Regions from separate parts of the Mus musculus genome. Here all the other regions are linked to region 1. The links are chromatin contacts, called in public Micro-C and promoter capture Hi-C maps. All regions are on one chromosome and are shown on one strand. The core of a region is the stretch at or near the end of the contact, and the rest is flanking DNA. Distances in the headings are between cores, read along the strand shown.

Region 1 (4,597 bases), core at 742-3,241:
GGCTGGAGCAGGAGACAAATCTTTGCCCATTCTCTGCTTAAAACCATCCCCAGACTTCTCATTCTATACAACAAGGTGTAACATCTGCTGCTCCTATGCAATGGCTGCACAAACTTACCCACCTCCTTCCCAGTGTGGCATTGCTCACACACCACGGTACAGTGGACCACACTATGGATGCTCTGGGAGGCTCCTCATGAAAGCTCAGATGCCTTGCTTCTTCTGCAGCCTTACATCCAGCCCTTGCCAGGTGGACTCTGTGCCCTTGTATTGGACCTCTCTGTGTAGGTCCCTATTATAAAACAGTGGGGGCTGAGGATGTAGCAGTCGATAGAGTGATTGCTTAATTAATATATATGAAGCTCCGGGATCAGTCCTCCAGCATTTGCATAAAGGAGGCGTGGTGGAGCACACTTGCAGTATCAACACCACCGGGGAAATAGAGGGTAGTAAGATCGGGTCATTTAAGTATAAGGTCATGCTGATCTTTCCAGGGCAACCGAGGATACCCTGTTTCTAAATAAATAAAGTAGGTAGTAGAACAACATGAGGGCACATCGGTACCTCATTTCCACCCTCCCAAATGTGTAGCACACACCCCAGGACTGCAAGGTTCCTTGCTGGATTCTTCCCGACCAAATAAGTATTTGCAATGAGAAACACAAGCTGCTTCCAGGCCCTAGACTCGTCACAATTCTCAAGATGCTTTCCCGCCCCCTGGAGGCCTGAACTTGACACACAGAAACATAGATTAGTCACACCAACAGAGAATCGTCTTTATTGCCATTTACCAAGAGACTGACAGCGGCGAGCAGAGGGGGAAGTTTGGATCAGGACAAGGATAGAAGATGGGTTCAGACTCCGGACCCTCCCCGGGGTGCTAAAGCGGTGGTAGTTACGGTCGGACAGCCGCGACCAGAGCAGGGATGTGGCTCTAGCTCTGCGCCTGCGCGGCGGCCCATGGTCAGGATGCCAGCTGCGTGGTTACCGTTGGCCTGAAGGAGGCGCTGCAGCCGTCCCTGGAGGCCTGGAGGTCCAGGCCGCCGCTTTCCCAGAGTCAGGATACCCGCAGCGTGGTTGCCAGCTCCGTGCAACAGTTCGTAGAGACGGCAGGAACACGTCTTCTGGCGACAGCAGTCGGGCAGAGGCTGTGCGTCCACCCCAAGCGACAGCAGCGCCGGCGGCAGCAGTAGCAGCAGCAGCAGCGTCACGGCGGCCCAGGGAACCTAAAGGGGGACAGAGACAAGGTGCAAATGGGTTTCACTCCACACAGCCAGTTGGCTCTGAACCTCTTGTTGCCATAGATCCTGCTAGGCTGTCATTGGGTTTCCTGCGGCTGGCTCCTTTGTCAATTCATCCTTCAATACACAACTGAGCCTTATCGTCTTCGAAACCTTCATAGGCTTCTCTGGGGTAGAAGAAGTTTGTCCTGTGCAAACATATTTAAAGGCTTGACTCTCCACCCACAGACAGGTGCTTCTAAGTCTGTCTGCACCAAACTTACTAGCCCTTCCCTCCACACACAGCAGGTTTGTTCCTTTGCTGGGGAAACTGTACATTGTGGCTTTGATCTAGTTTCTCACCCCCTTGGGATAGCCCTTCCTCACCTACAAACCAGGCATAAAATCATCCCTACTACCCTGTTGAGTGCAAGACATAACTGACAAGCACAGAGAACATCGGAAATACAAGAACTCATTAAACGTGAGCTCCCACACAATGGCGTACCCAGTGTTAACCAAGGAGGCAGGTTGCCAAGAACCCACCCATACTCCTCTCTCAGTGCTACACGCTAGAAAGAGCATATGAGCCCAGTCCTCGGCAAGCACTATCATGGCCTCAGTAGTCTGATGATTTATGTCCCTGTTTCTGGCTCTTTACCTTTGTAGAAGGAAAGTTCATGGTGCCTGGAGCTCAGGGGAAAGTAATCTGGAGAGATGATCTCTTCAGTGCAGTGGTCCAAATACCCAAGAAGTCTGAGGCCGTCGTCTTCAGTGGCTCGCTTCCAGGGGCCAGGGGTTTATAATGCTCTGAGGTGTGTGTGCGGGGGAGACATGAGTATGTGTGTCCACCTTAAACCAGACAAAGGCATGTCTAAGATTAGCATCTTGCAGGGGAACCGTTTCCAGGTTGGACCCAAAGAATGGCCGCCCTGTCCCTGGTCCCCAGCTTGTCTGTCTGCCTGTTCCTTGGAGATAGGGCAGTTTCCGAGTACTAATGAGGTTACCTTGCACCCAGGAATCTAAGTTCACAAAAGAGGCCTTGGCTGGGACACTGGAAGGAGACAATGGGGGGGGGGACAGTTGCTAATTAGGGGCAGAAATGGCAGTCTGAGAATTACTGTCTATGGTATGTTGAAGGTAGGGAGGGTACCTGGGTGGCATACCCTCTCACCCCCACTGACTCTGTGGTCCATCAGGTTCCAGGGCCTTTTCCTCCATGGAAACAGCTTTTGACACCCTACTCCCCAACCCCTACCCCACCCCCCAGCTCTCCTTTTCTTCTGTCCCTTTCACCAAACTCCTCCATGGAAAGTCCTGGAGACTTACTGTGGGCCACGGGTGAGAGAGCAGCCAAGCCTGGAGTTCAGAAGCTGATGAAGGGTAGACATCTCCTGGGCCAGTAGAGAAGAGGGTAGTCTTACTCTGCCATCTCCAGGATTGAGCCACCATGGAACAGGGTGTGGGTGGTCAAGGACTCAAGCCACTTCCAGGCCAGGGTTCACCTTCAGGGTCCTTTTAAGAAGCCCTTGATAAAGCCGGGCAGTGGTGGTGCACGCCTTTAATCCCAGCACTTGGGAGGCAGAGGCAGGTGGATTTCTGAGTTTGAGGCCAGCCTGGTCTACAGAGTGAGTTCCAGGACAGCCAGAGCTACACAGAGAAACCCTGCCCCCCCAAAAAAAAAAACCCAAAAGAAAAAAAGAAAGAAAGAAAGAAAGAAAGAAAGAAAGAAAGAAAGAAAGAAAGAAAGGAAGAAAGAAGCCCTTGATGTAGATCAGTCCTGCATGGGTGCAGGGACAGTTGTGTGTCTACCTATTTTCTTTTCTTTTCTTTTTTTTTTTTTGATTTTTCGAGACAGGGTTTCTCTGTGTAGCCCTGGCTGTCCTGGAACTCACTCTGTAGACCAGGCTGGCCTCGAACTCAGAAATCCACCTGCCTCTGCCTCCCAAGTGCTGGGATTAAAGGCATGCGCCACCACGCCCAGCCCACCTATTTTCTTAAATTTTCTTATTTTTAGATTTATATGTATGAGTGCTTACCAGTGTGGAGGGATCTATACTGCACATGTGCCTGGTGCCTGTGACTACCAAAGGAGGGTTTTGGAACCCCTGGAACTGGAGTTATAGAGAGTTGTGAGCCACCAGGTAGGCACTGGAAACCAAGATTGGATCCTTTGCAAAAAAGTAGTAAGCGCTCTAATGGAACCATCTTTCCAGCCTCCAGGTCTCCTCCTCCAAGGCAGGTGTCAATCTGGGTGGGGTGCAGCCTGAGCCCAGGATAGTTCAAAGCAGGTCAAGAACTACCCAGACACCAGCAAAGATTAGACAGACACTTCCTTCTGGGTGGGGCAGAGGGTCCTTCAAAGGCTTTGATGAAAAGTAGCTTCCATTAGGTAGGTAAGGGGACAGAGTATGGCTGAGAAGGGACAACGCGGAACAAAAGCTTGGATGTTACAGTACTTGGCTCCAGAGGGATGGGGTGTGGGCATCACAGTTTCTATGGAACTAAAGGAGCTAAAGGAAAAGGTAAGGTGAATAGGGTTTTCCAGGGCCTTGTGTGCTAGGCTGGGCAGTCATTGGTGGGGGATTTTAAAAGACAGGTCTCTCTCTCTCTCTCTCTCTCTCTCTCTCTCTCTCTCTCTCTCTCTCTCTGTGTGTGTGTGTGTGTGTGTGTGTGTGTGTGTGTGTATGGGGGGGGAGAGGTTGTTGTGGTGGTGCTGGGGAGATGGCTCAGTGGTTAAAGAGCACTGACTGCTCTTTTAGAGGTCCTGAGTTCAATTCCCAGCAACTACAAGGTGGCTCAGAACCATCTGTAATGGCCCTTTTCCGGTATGTCCAAAGGGAGCAACAGTGTAATCATATCCATAAAATAAATGAAGAAATTTAAAAAAAAGGCTGATGTGGGACCGGCGAGGGAGGAGGGCAGAGGGAGGAGGAGGAAGACGGGAGGAGGGAAGAGCCCAGAACAGAAAGCTGGATCCTGATCTGGACTTGGGGAGGAGCTGGGGTCTTGGTCTCCTTGTCTTGCCACTTAGTTTCCTCACTACTATGGACACTCTCTTCAGGTAACTCCAACACTCCTTCCTGCTGTGACACTTTGTGTCTTGAAGGATAGTTTCCTCCTTTCTCCTGGTGGAAGTGATTTGTGCAGGCCAGGCCAGGCCAGGCCAGGAAGGAACCCAGTGCAGGGAAGCTGGCAACAGCTCTTTCAGCTGTGCTTGGCATGGGAGGGCAGAGGAGATCTGTCTACTTGGTTGTGAAAACCCTGGTGGGAGTCTCCAGGGCCTCCTCTATGCTCACAATTCCGGGACTAAACCTAAGCCAGTGTGCAGAGTAGGTGAAGGCCCTGAAGCTCAGGATAGAGAGGGAATGGATGGG
Region 2 (4,597 bases), core at 990-3,489, 410 kb after region 1:
CCTCCCCCGACTTCCTTGCTCAGAACCTCCAGGGAAGAAGAAGATGGGCTCTCAGGGAAAGAGCAGGACCCAAGACTGGGCAAGGGTGGTTTACAGGGTTGACTGAAGGGGAAGAGGGACTCTTTTATAGAAGATGTTCTCTAAGAGCTTTGTGTGTTACTCTGCAAATGTCCCGGAGGAAATGGACACACTACCCCCTTGCCGGGGCTCAGGAGGACAAGAGGCTGCTAAGCGCATACTCTTCAGACCAAGGGTGGTTTGGAATTTTGCCCTTCTCATACACAAACCCCTGCTTAGGAACTTCAATTGTAACCTGGGGTCTGAGGTTGGTCAAAATCAACCCGGAGCCAAGCTAGCTAGACAGGAACTGTGCCATGGTCCCATTGCGCCCAGGCTGCTAAAGCCAGGAGGAGGGTTGGGGGAGGAGGACCAGGGACACCTGTCCCTGAGCTCCTAGGAGGGGGTGGAGGTGGGGCACGAGGGAGGCCATGGCCTATCTGACAGGGATCCTATCCATGCGGGAAACTTGGGGACTCCCAGGTCCCACTCTTTCCCTGGGAGCCTACCCGTTTCTTTTCTGGAGGTTCTGAGTGGGGCTATCCACCCCTCTACCAGAGGGCAGGTACTGATCCCACCCCACCCCACCCCCCACAACTCCCCTAATCTCAGTCCCTTGCTTCCCTCCTCCTCCCCTCTATATTTATCTGCCCTCTGCCTCGCCAGGTGCTGGCGCCTGCACTGGCTGCGGTGCCGCCCGCCCCACCCAGGAATGGAGCCACCGGACTTGCTGGGGACCCCTGAGCGGGGTTGGGGGGAAATGGGAGCTGGACCCAGGCCACAGCACACAGAAGCCTGGTTGCCTCTGGTGGGTAAGGACGTGAGAGAGGTCTCCTCGAAAGATGGAGGTCTTACACACCAACTGTGCCTGAGTGTCTCTCTCCCAAAGGAGATTTGATTAAAAAAAATTTTCAGCCACCAAGTCACCCTCACCCATTCCCTCTGGTTTCCCAGGAACCTCACCAGAGAAGGCAGAGAGTTCTGTCTTAAGTGGCGGAATAATGAGAAGTCCTCAAAGGGCCATCGTCCCGAGCCTTTTCTTTGTGGGGTCCCTGATGCAGACCCCAATTCTAGGATGTCTTTTTGCCCTCGCCCAGGATACTGCGGTGGGAGCTCCCGCATCTGGCCCCAGTGCTCTTGAACTGAGAGCAGAGCGAACCCAGGCGTTCCAGCCGCCCAGCCGGCCTCGCCACATTCCTTGGCTCTGGCGGAGGCGGAAGGAGACGGGATGGGACGCGGGCCCGGCAGGGAAGGGAGAGGCAGGGCCAGGTTGGGCCACGCGTGACGCCTCCTCTGCCTCAGGGCCCCCAGCAGGTGGACAGCGCCTTGTGTGCAGCGCGAAGCCCACAGGCGCATCCCTAGTAGGGCTACTTGCCCCTGGAGCTCCCGGGGCTCTGGCCCTCAGACAAGAATCTCCCCCACATTTGCAGTTGGCCAAGAGGACTGCGTTTGGCCCAAGTATGGAGCAGGCTCAGGCGTGACGGCCGGTTGTAGTGAGAAAGATTGAACTCGGTTCTAAATCCCTGTAGACTTACCCTCCCGCCGCCCGCTGGACTCGGGGTCCTTAGCTCAAAGGTCTCGTCGTCCTCGTCTTCGTCCCCGTCCCCGCTAAGCTCGCCGTCCCCGTAGTCCCGGTGCAGAAGAGTGAAGCCTCGACGGCAGCAGAGAAGCCACCACAATCCCCCGGGGAGAGGCATCCGGGCGAGCAGCCTGGGAATGGGGGCGCAGGCAGTGTTGCCTGAGCAGCAGGGAATCTGAGAAACTGGAGGTACTCCGACCCGAACTGGGTAGAGAAGAGGTGTGACGAGAGGAAAGAAGGGGGCCGGAAGGAGGCAGTGTCCAGCGCTGAGGTGCAAAAGGACTATCACCAGAGCCCGCTGGGGGCTCGCTGTCTGGGCCCGGGCAGAGGAGGGGGGAGATAGCGTCCAGGGCCGGGGGAAGGGAGCCGGGAGCAATGTCCGGAGCTGGGAAGTAGTGTTCGTTGTAGTGTCCAGCTCTGTAGGAGCAGTGTCTGGTGCAGCAATCGTGGTGGGCGGTTGTCCAAGCTCCAAGGAGGGTGGTGTCCGGTAGGGCGTCCGGTGGCCGGGGCCCGGGCGGCGCGCGCTGCGCTCCCTGCAGCCCCGGGACTGGCGCGTTGGGGGCGCGGGCAGAGTTCCCAGACCCCGCCTCCCTCTCTGCCCCCCCTCCTTCCCTCCGCCTTCCCTGTTCTTTTTCTCCTCCCTTCTTCACAGGGTAGGGTCTACGTTGCGTCACAGCCTCCTCTGCCCAATCATTGTTCCTGGCGCCGGTCAGGGAGACCAATCCCAAGCTTGAAACCGCGGCGGGTTGCATCATGTGTCTCTGGCTGAGTGACAGTAGGGAGGGGCGGGGGGGGGGGGGACTGGGGAGGGAGCTTCTGAGGTCGGACACGGGGTGTCTGTGGCGTCACGTAGGACCGCCTTCGTGCTCTTGTTTTAACTCTTGGCTCACCAAGCAGCAAATTAAAAAACCCTTTTCGAAGGTCTGGAAAAGGAAGGGCATAAAGCTGGAAGGAAGCTAGGCTATTGACCTGTGATTACCTGTCACATCTTGGAATCCCTACAAAGAGCCTTACTACCTTCAAGGCATTCCACACCTGCGTGTGAGAGAGTTAGCTAGCTGCAAAGGCAGCTCCATCCTTGGAGTTAAAAGGGTCCAGATTTAGATCTTAGCCACCTCCACTTTTGAGATGAAAAAGCTGAGAAAGGAACTCCTGGAAGCCTCAGACAAAGATCTGAAATAAAAGTGAATTTACAGGGCATTGAACTGGAATGGGGAGAGTGGTTTGGCATGCTCGGGGATTCTGTGGTTTAAGAAAATCAATAGATCAGAGGCCTCTCAGGGCGACTATGCTGCATTTCTGAACAAGAAGGGGTTAACAAGGGCGCTAAAGAATACAGGGCGGGGTTCGCGCTACAGCTTAGACAGTGGGAGCGCGCACATACTCGAGCGCGTTGCTGACTCAGCGGCGATTCCCGCGGTTACGGGCGGAGGGTTCCAGGTCCGCTCCGGTGGGTAGTGTGCGCCTCTTGGAGGATCTGCGCAGTTTTCGAGCTTCTCCTCGTTTCTGACTCCAAGAGGCCAAATTTTTAAGTCTTTTACACCGCCAGAGGCTCTAGGACACACGACTAGCCGGGCTGGGCTAGGCTAGGCTGGACGAAGTGCAGACTTCAGGCCAACGCCTCCCTAGGGACGCCACGCCCTTTTTGCCCCTAGACTCCAGGCTGGAGCGGTGGTCTGACTTTGCTGACCGAATTCTAAACTGGGAAGAACTGTCTCATTGGAGCACAATCCTGGCAGTTGTGCAAAGCAAGGACCAGAAATCAATGCACCATCTCTAGAAGCCATCCTTATGGTACTTCCAGATTGAAGTGGTGTATGCTGAGATTTCTGAGGGCCAGACCACAACTATAACCTCCCTTCCTCTTCAAGATCCTAGACACTTGCCTGCTGGAGAGTTCTGTCTGATATCTAACCTCCCCTTTCCTGGCAAGCTATGCTCATTTCCTTTGGCTTGATCCCCGAGGGGAAATAATCAGAGTGGGCAAGCGCCCCACACTCTGAGCTCAGGCCCAGTAACACCTCTCGGAAAATTTGCAAATTGCAATCCCCCTCATTCATATATATATATATATATATATATATATATATATATATATATATCCTAGGTAGAAAAGTCCACCTTGACATTTTTCTATTTCTTCTTAGGCAGGATATTGTTATTATTATTGATCTTCCTGTCTCAACCTCTGGAGTGGCTGGGGCTACAGGTATCCAGTCCACACACCATCAGACTCAACTTTTTAATTAGCGTTTTTCTTTGCACAGCAGGACTTTAGAAGGGATCCAAAAACCTACCCCAAACTAGAATCTCTTGCCTCCAGCCTCTACCAGACCCACGCACGTACAGCTGGGGACAGCATCACCCCATACATTTCACACGCTGGGATCTAGGTACTTGCTAAAGCAGCCACTACTGGATAGCGATAGGGTTATTAGAAAGCCCTTTCTTACACTGACTCCCGAGGAGAAACCCCGCCCCTCCTCACCTGGCAGCTTTCCCACCTCACCTCGGTTGGCAGAGACCGAGTGAAGCATAGGGCGTGTCAGTACTCAAAGCTTTAGCCGACTCAGCAACCCCTGTCCCTTCACACCTCCCACTGAGACGCAAGCAGGGGCGTGGGGTGTAACCCACTGTCTTGGCCTTGCTGCAACCAAAGCTGGTAATTCAAAAATAGTAACAGTAGTTGGGTTGCATCTCATTTGCACAGAATCAATTTAATTAAGCGCAGAGGCAATCTCTTTAGATCCTGAAGTCTTTCTCAACGTCCCCCTACTTACTCCCCTTTCTATTACCCTCCCTGGGATTGTTTCTTTAGCCCTCCCCCTTCTCTGGAATTGTAGCCCTAGTTGTCCCAAGAGAGACTGTGGGTCTCAGTAGGAGCAGAGCAGGAAGAAAGGCGGAGTCGACGGGGGCAGCGGCCACGAGGGTTGGGCTTCGGGCTGCATCCTCCGCCCTGGA
Region 3 (4,597 bases), core at 561-3,060, 290 kb after region 1:
CCGCTGTCAGGCCCGCTCAGGACACCGCAGCTTGCCCTGTGGGGCCTGCTCTAATCTGTGGCCACAGAGCCCACCCAGCTTTGCTCTGCTCTTCTTGAATTCCTCGGGTCTGTGGTGCACTGCATGCGACCTCAGTGGCTAACTGCTCTCCACCCAGGCAGCGCCTAGCATCTCACCTCTTAGTAACCAGCAGCAGGGGAGCCTTCGGGATAGCGTCTTCATCCTCCGGTCCCAAGGGCCTCACACACACTGCCTAGCGGCTGTATTCAGGGCTTCTTTTTGAGGCCTGCCCCATCTGTGTGTTCTTGAGCCAGGGGTTTTTGTTTGTTTTTCAAGAGCTTTTAAATTTTGCTATCTGTCTTCTTTTTAGACTGAGAGGAATCAGGCCAGGCCAGCCTTTCCTTTTGACACTACTTCCAGTTCCAGCTATTTAAAATTCACTCTCCTTGCCCGAGCTTTCGTGGCGTAATGCCTGCAAACTGAACTAGTAGTTCTCACCTTTTCATTGAATTTTATTTTTATTTTTATTTTTTTAGCAAATAAAATAGCAGCAAGGGACCTAGGCTAAGTTTTTCGGTCTAGCCACTTTGACTATAGTTTTGGTTTTTATATGTGTGGGGGTTTTTTATTGCAAGAGTTGGGGTGCCTTTAAAAATATGTATCTTAATTCTGTGATTTCCCTTTATTGTGTGCTAAGGAAGAGTGCCTCCGACACAGTGTCCCGTTAACCACTCCTCCCCCAAATAGTCAGAAATGCATGTTCATAGCTTGTGACCGTGTGTGTGGCACGGCTTCCCACTAAGTGTGAATTTGTGTTTTCAAGCCTACCGAGGACGAAGTGGTAAGACCCGAGCCTTCATGTCTATCCGGGGCTTCTCTCTTCCCATCCTTGTGCTCACTCTGTCCACCCTACCGCACCCCGGGGCCACACACATGACACTGTGCATCCTGCATCTCACTGGCCATGTCTAACTAGTCTGTGAGCCTGCATCTGAAACAGTTCATCGTCATTAACTGCATCTCGTGTCGGTCACCTCTGTCCTTGTGCTGTTGACTGCTGATCTAATACCTCTGAGACTGGCTTGGAAGGAGCTGCAGGGAATGTCTACACTGGCATTCTTGAAATCATTACCCCCAGGGTTAAAGTTCCAGGGGTCTCCACCTTCCTCTCCTGTGATGTGTTGGTTGCTCTGCCACCGGGGGAAGGGGGTGTAGTGGTTCCCACCCTGCTCCTCTGAGTGCTTGCAAGCAAAGCTTACCCTTTCTCCTGTCTGAGATGCAGCCTCTCCCGCTGCCCCCATCAGCTTGGTGGTACTTCAACTTAGGGCCACAGGACCCTTGCTTGGAGTCAGTCTTAGCTCCACATGACCTGGTTAAGAAGTGAACAGCTTTCCAAATGAGCTTTGCCTCTCAGGTACATGCAGGGAAAATTAATCTACCTGCAGGAAAGGACTTCTATGTTAAGTACATGAAGAATAATAGAACGGGAAGAAAGCTAAATGCTCAGGCCACGTCTAGAGTACCAGGCCTCGTAGCTCAGCAGCAATCCATTTGCCAGCACTCGCATTTTGAGATAGGTTTGAAATGACCTTTCTGCACTGTTTGTCTTTCCCCTAAACTTCTCTCTAACATCCCTGTACCTATAAACCGTTCCCTTCCCTCTCCCGGTCTCTCCACGGGGCAGTGCATGACCATGGGAAAACCTTTGCTGTCCTGTGTCAAAACAGGCAGCTCTTGGTGTCCCTGATGGCTGGAGAGGCCTCCTTGCCTGCCTCAACCACCTTTGCTCCCGGAGCAGGTGTCTGCGCAGAGTTGCTGGCTAAGCTGCCTGGCTGAGGGAGGGAGGGATGAATGGGATCCCGTGTTGCTGAGGAGCCTGGCCCTCTGCCTGTATCACCACCTCCCACGATACTGCTTTCCAAATGGCTACCTGATGTGCCAGTGCCTTCCCCATCGGCAGAATGTTCTAGTCAGCTATCTAGTGCCAGTGCCCTCAGATAGCCATGTCCCTGGGAGTTGGACAGTCAAAAAGATGGGCCCCGGTGGAGTCCTCCCATTCTCCGGTCACCGAACACACAAAGGAAGTTAGTTCTGCTTGGCTTCCGCCAGGGTTATAATTTTGCCTTTTTCCGGCATTGATTCCCCACAGCCAAATTTAGAAAACTGATATTTTTTGTAATGATTTCAAACAAAGGAGTCTTGCAAAGCAGTGCAGTGAACCTCTATAATTCCCCACGATGTAAACACATGTTTATTCCAGGCAGGGCAACTGTGCCCTCACCTTAGGAAGCACAGGTCTAAACCAGACCCAGACTCATTGATATCTGGGAAATCTTTGAAGGCTGTCACCATTCAACAAGGGTCAATGGCCCCTCCCCCACTGTGTCTTCTCACCCACTGTGTCCACCAACTCATCCACGCTCACCCACCATCTGCCAGTCACGTCACGCACCCTCAGTGTGTCAAGCACTGTGTAATGCTATAGAAATGGAGAGATCATCCAGACAAGGTAGGGAGCTGGTCTGCTGACAGACTCCATGGTGGCTGTGTGCCCGGGATGCTTTGGGAGCACAGAAGGGTGCTGATAGGCACTGGGGGGATTGGAAAGGGAGCAGGAACAGATTCCCTTAGGTTCCTCCTGAGCTGAGACTGGCTGAGCAGAAGTGTGCGGAGGCAGGGAGAGAGGAAGAGGGCAGACCCACAGGCTCAGCTCATGCTCAGGAGTGGTCCAGCTTTGCTGGAGCTGATGTGGGAGCTGGGGACTCGTGAGAGGAGGGTTGGCAGAGAGTGACAGAAGTTGTAGCCTCATTTTGGCAACAAGGAGCTCAGAGTAGTGAAGCTGAGGTGTGTGAGCCCTGCTGCTGAAGTCCCGTGGGTAGAGCTATGGAGTACAGGGGGTGGGGGTGGGGCACAACCTGGAGGCAAGGACATCCTGTGGCGTGATATGATTTAGTGAAGGACTGGATAGCTTAAAGTGAATTAAGTCACTCACGTGGAGGAAGAGGGGTGGAAGGGGAGTCCCTGGCTTGGCTATGGGACAGCAGGCATAATCTTGTTGGGACCTGAGGACAGACCTCTGTGTTTCAATCAGTGATATTGAGTCTGGAGGCTTGTGGTACCGCCATTCTGGAGAATGCCGGGTGAGAGCCAGGGCATAGAACAAGCAGGCCAGAGACAGCACGGATGGAGGGCGGGGAGGGGCTGGCTGTCACAGCAGACATGCTTGTGTTGGACGAGTGACGACTCCTTCCAAATGCGGGAATACATTTCTCCCTGAATTCTCATTCCTCCTGAGAAAGAACACTCCCAAGAAGCTGAGAAGGAAGGAAAAGGAAAAGCAAGGGTATTGTGTGGAAGTGAAGGCTTTCCCCTTCTTTCCTTTCCTCCAGGAAGGACATGGAAACAGTGTCTCCTGTAGCCCAGGCTAGCCTAGAACTCACTATGTAGCCAAGGCTGGCCTTGAGCCCTTCACCTTCCTGCATCTACCTTTCAAGTGCTGGAATCACAGGTGCCACAGCCATACCTGGCTCTCCTTCATTTCACTTGTTTCCTTTTATTGAGATACCTTTTTCCCCCCACACACAGTCTACCCTGACTGTGGTTCTCCTTTTTACATGAGAGAAACTTGGGCTGAGTGAGATGAAAACACTGAAACCACCATCCTTTCATTGCGCCCAGGAATAAAGGCCTTGGAGCTCCAGGCTTGCTTCTGCATTCGTTCATGCAGCTGGTATAGGAAAGGGCTCAGCTCCCATTGCTGGACTGAGGTAGCTTGGGGTAACAAGGGCCACTCATTTTCAGAGTAAGAGGCCTGAAAATAGAAAAGTCCCAAAATTCACAGGGTTTGACAGAGATGACTGGACATGAGGCATTTCCCAAGGTAGCTCACTGGAAATGGCGCCTCTTCCTACTGGCCCTACCCTTACAGCTTGCCAGCACAGCCCCTTAATACAGGACAGAGATTATAGCACACACCAGGCACTGACATGAGGCCAGGGGAAGCCAACGGAGCCTCAGGAGCCCGAAGGCTGACAGCGGTGCTGTGCTGCTCTCCGAGAGACAATGCCAGGAAGAAAAGTATGACTTGATCCGTGGTGGACTTCTTGGTAACATACTGAGTTCAGAAACTGCTCCTAAATGTGAGCTTCTTCTACACCCTGAGCTCTCCCAAAGTCAGATTGGACCCAGGCCAGGGCAAGCGTCCCGGCTGAGCTGTACCCTGGCTCCCCACACCCTTGTTTTGTTACAGATTTTTAGGAACATGGTCTTACTGTGCTGTCCAGGCTCTCCTCAGCCTCACAGCCCTCCCACCTCAGCCTCCTGCTCAGTGCTGGGATTAACAGCTCCAGCCACCAAGCCAGCCACACCTACAGTGTTTCCCAACTAGCTCATCATGTGGGAAATCTGTGGACTTTTGGCAAAAATTTCTCCTGGTGATCTTCTCAGAAGTCAGAGAAGGAAGTTGTCTAGCTCGCAGAAGACTGGGAGGAGGAAGTAAGGAGGCTTGCAGAGCTGGGTGTAGCTTCCTACCTGGGCACTCCTGTCTGGCCTTGCCACATTCCCAGCAGAATGTGCACAGAGCTGCGCTGTAGGGTGG

What was found. Promoter capture Hi-C pulls out the DNA fragments that hold promoters and counts their contacts. Hi-C and Micro-C count contacts between places; a contact is called where the count stands out from the background.
Region 2: a contact with region 1 is called in a Micro-C map of embryonic stem cells, with 1.7 times the contacts expected there. The contact joins the promoter of Plekhh3 here to the promoter of Hcrt in region 1. A contact is called at or near these places in 10 of 39 promoter capture datasets (the 3T3-L1 cell line, the HPC-7 cell line, cranial neural crest and 5 more), 2 of 484 Hi-C or Micro-C datasets (cerebral cortex and embryonic stem cells), 3 of 115 datasets of contacts at active chromatin or transcription factors (the 230-238 cell line, bone marrow-derived macrophages and embryonic stem cells) and 2 of 9 other capture datasets (adipose tissue and liver).
Region 3: a promoter capture Hi-C map of hippocampal neurons shows a contact between it and region 1, with 2.8 times the contacts expected there. The contact joins the enhancer-like site here to the promoter of Hcrt in region 1. A contact is called at or near these places in 22 of 39 promoter capture datasets (the 3T3-L1 cell line, 3T3-L1-derived adipocytes, the C10 cell line and 13 more), 1 of 15 datasets of contacts at CTCF or cohesin (large pre-B cells), 3 of 484 Hi-C or Micro-C datasets (muscle stem cells, nephron progenitors and pro-B cells), 6 of 115 datasets of contacts at active chromatin or transcription factors (embryonic stem cells, fibro-adipogenic progenitors, large pre-B cells and 3 more) and 3 of 9 other capture datasets (adipose tissue, liver and pancreatic islet).

The regions. Positions count from the first base shown.
Region 1 is chr11:100,760,940-100,765,536 of GRCm38.p6, forward strand. It overlaps Hcrt (hypocretin), which reads right to left and starts at 1,992. Exons shown (of 2, transcript NM_010410.2): 1 at 1,882-1,992; 2 at 754-1,226. The coding sequence starts at 1,902. The coding sequence ends at 855.
Region 2 is chr11:101,169,133-101,173,729 of GRCm38.p6, forward strand. Plekhh3 (pleckstrin homology domain containing, family H (with MyTH4 domain) member 3) reads right to left here and starts at 2,240. Exons shown (of 13, transcript NM_001346769.1): 1 at 1,593-2,240. The coding sequence starts at 1,754. It overlaps Ccr10 (chemokine (C-C motif) receptor 10), which reads right to left. Exons shown (of 2, transcript NM_007721.4): 2 at 3,866-4,597. The coding sequence ends at 4,482.
Region 3 is chr11:101,048,636-101,053,232 of GRCm38.p6, forward strand. It overlaps Atp6v0a1 (ATPase, H+ transporting, lysosomal V0 subunit A1), which reads left to right. Exons shown (of 22, transcript NM_016920.4): 19 at 824-841. Among named protein-coding and RNA genes, the nearest start is that of Naglu, 19 kb to the right of the region's middle. Within about 2 kb of position 1,811, at least 11 of the 459 cell types and tissues checked have an H3K27ac peak or open chromatin away from gene starts, as enhancers often do. A contact at or near this core is called in hippocampal neurons, where this site is marked.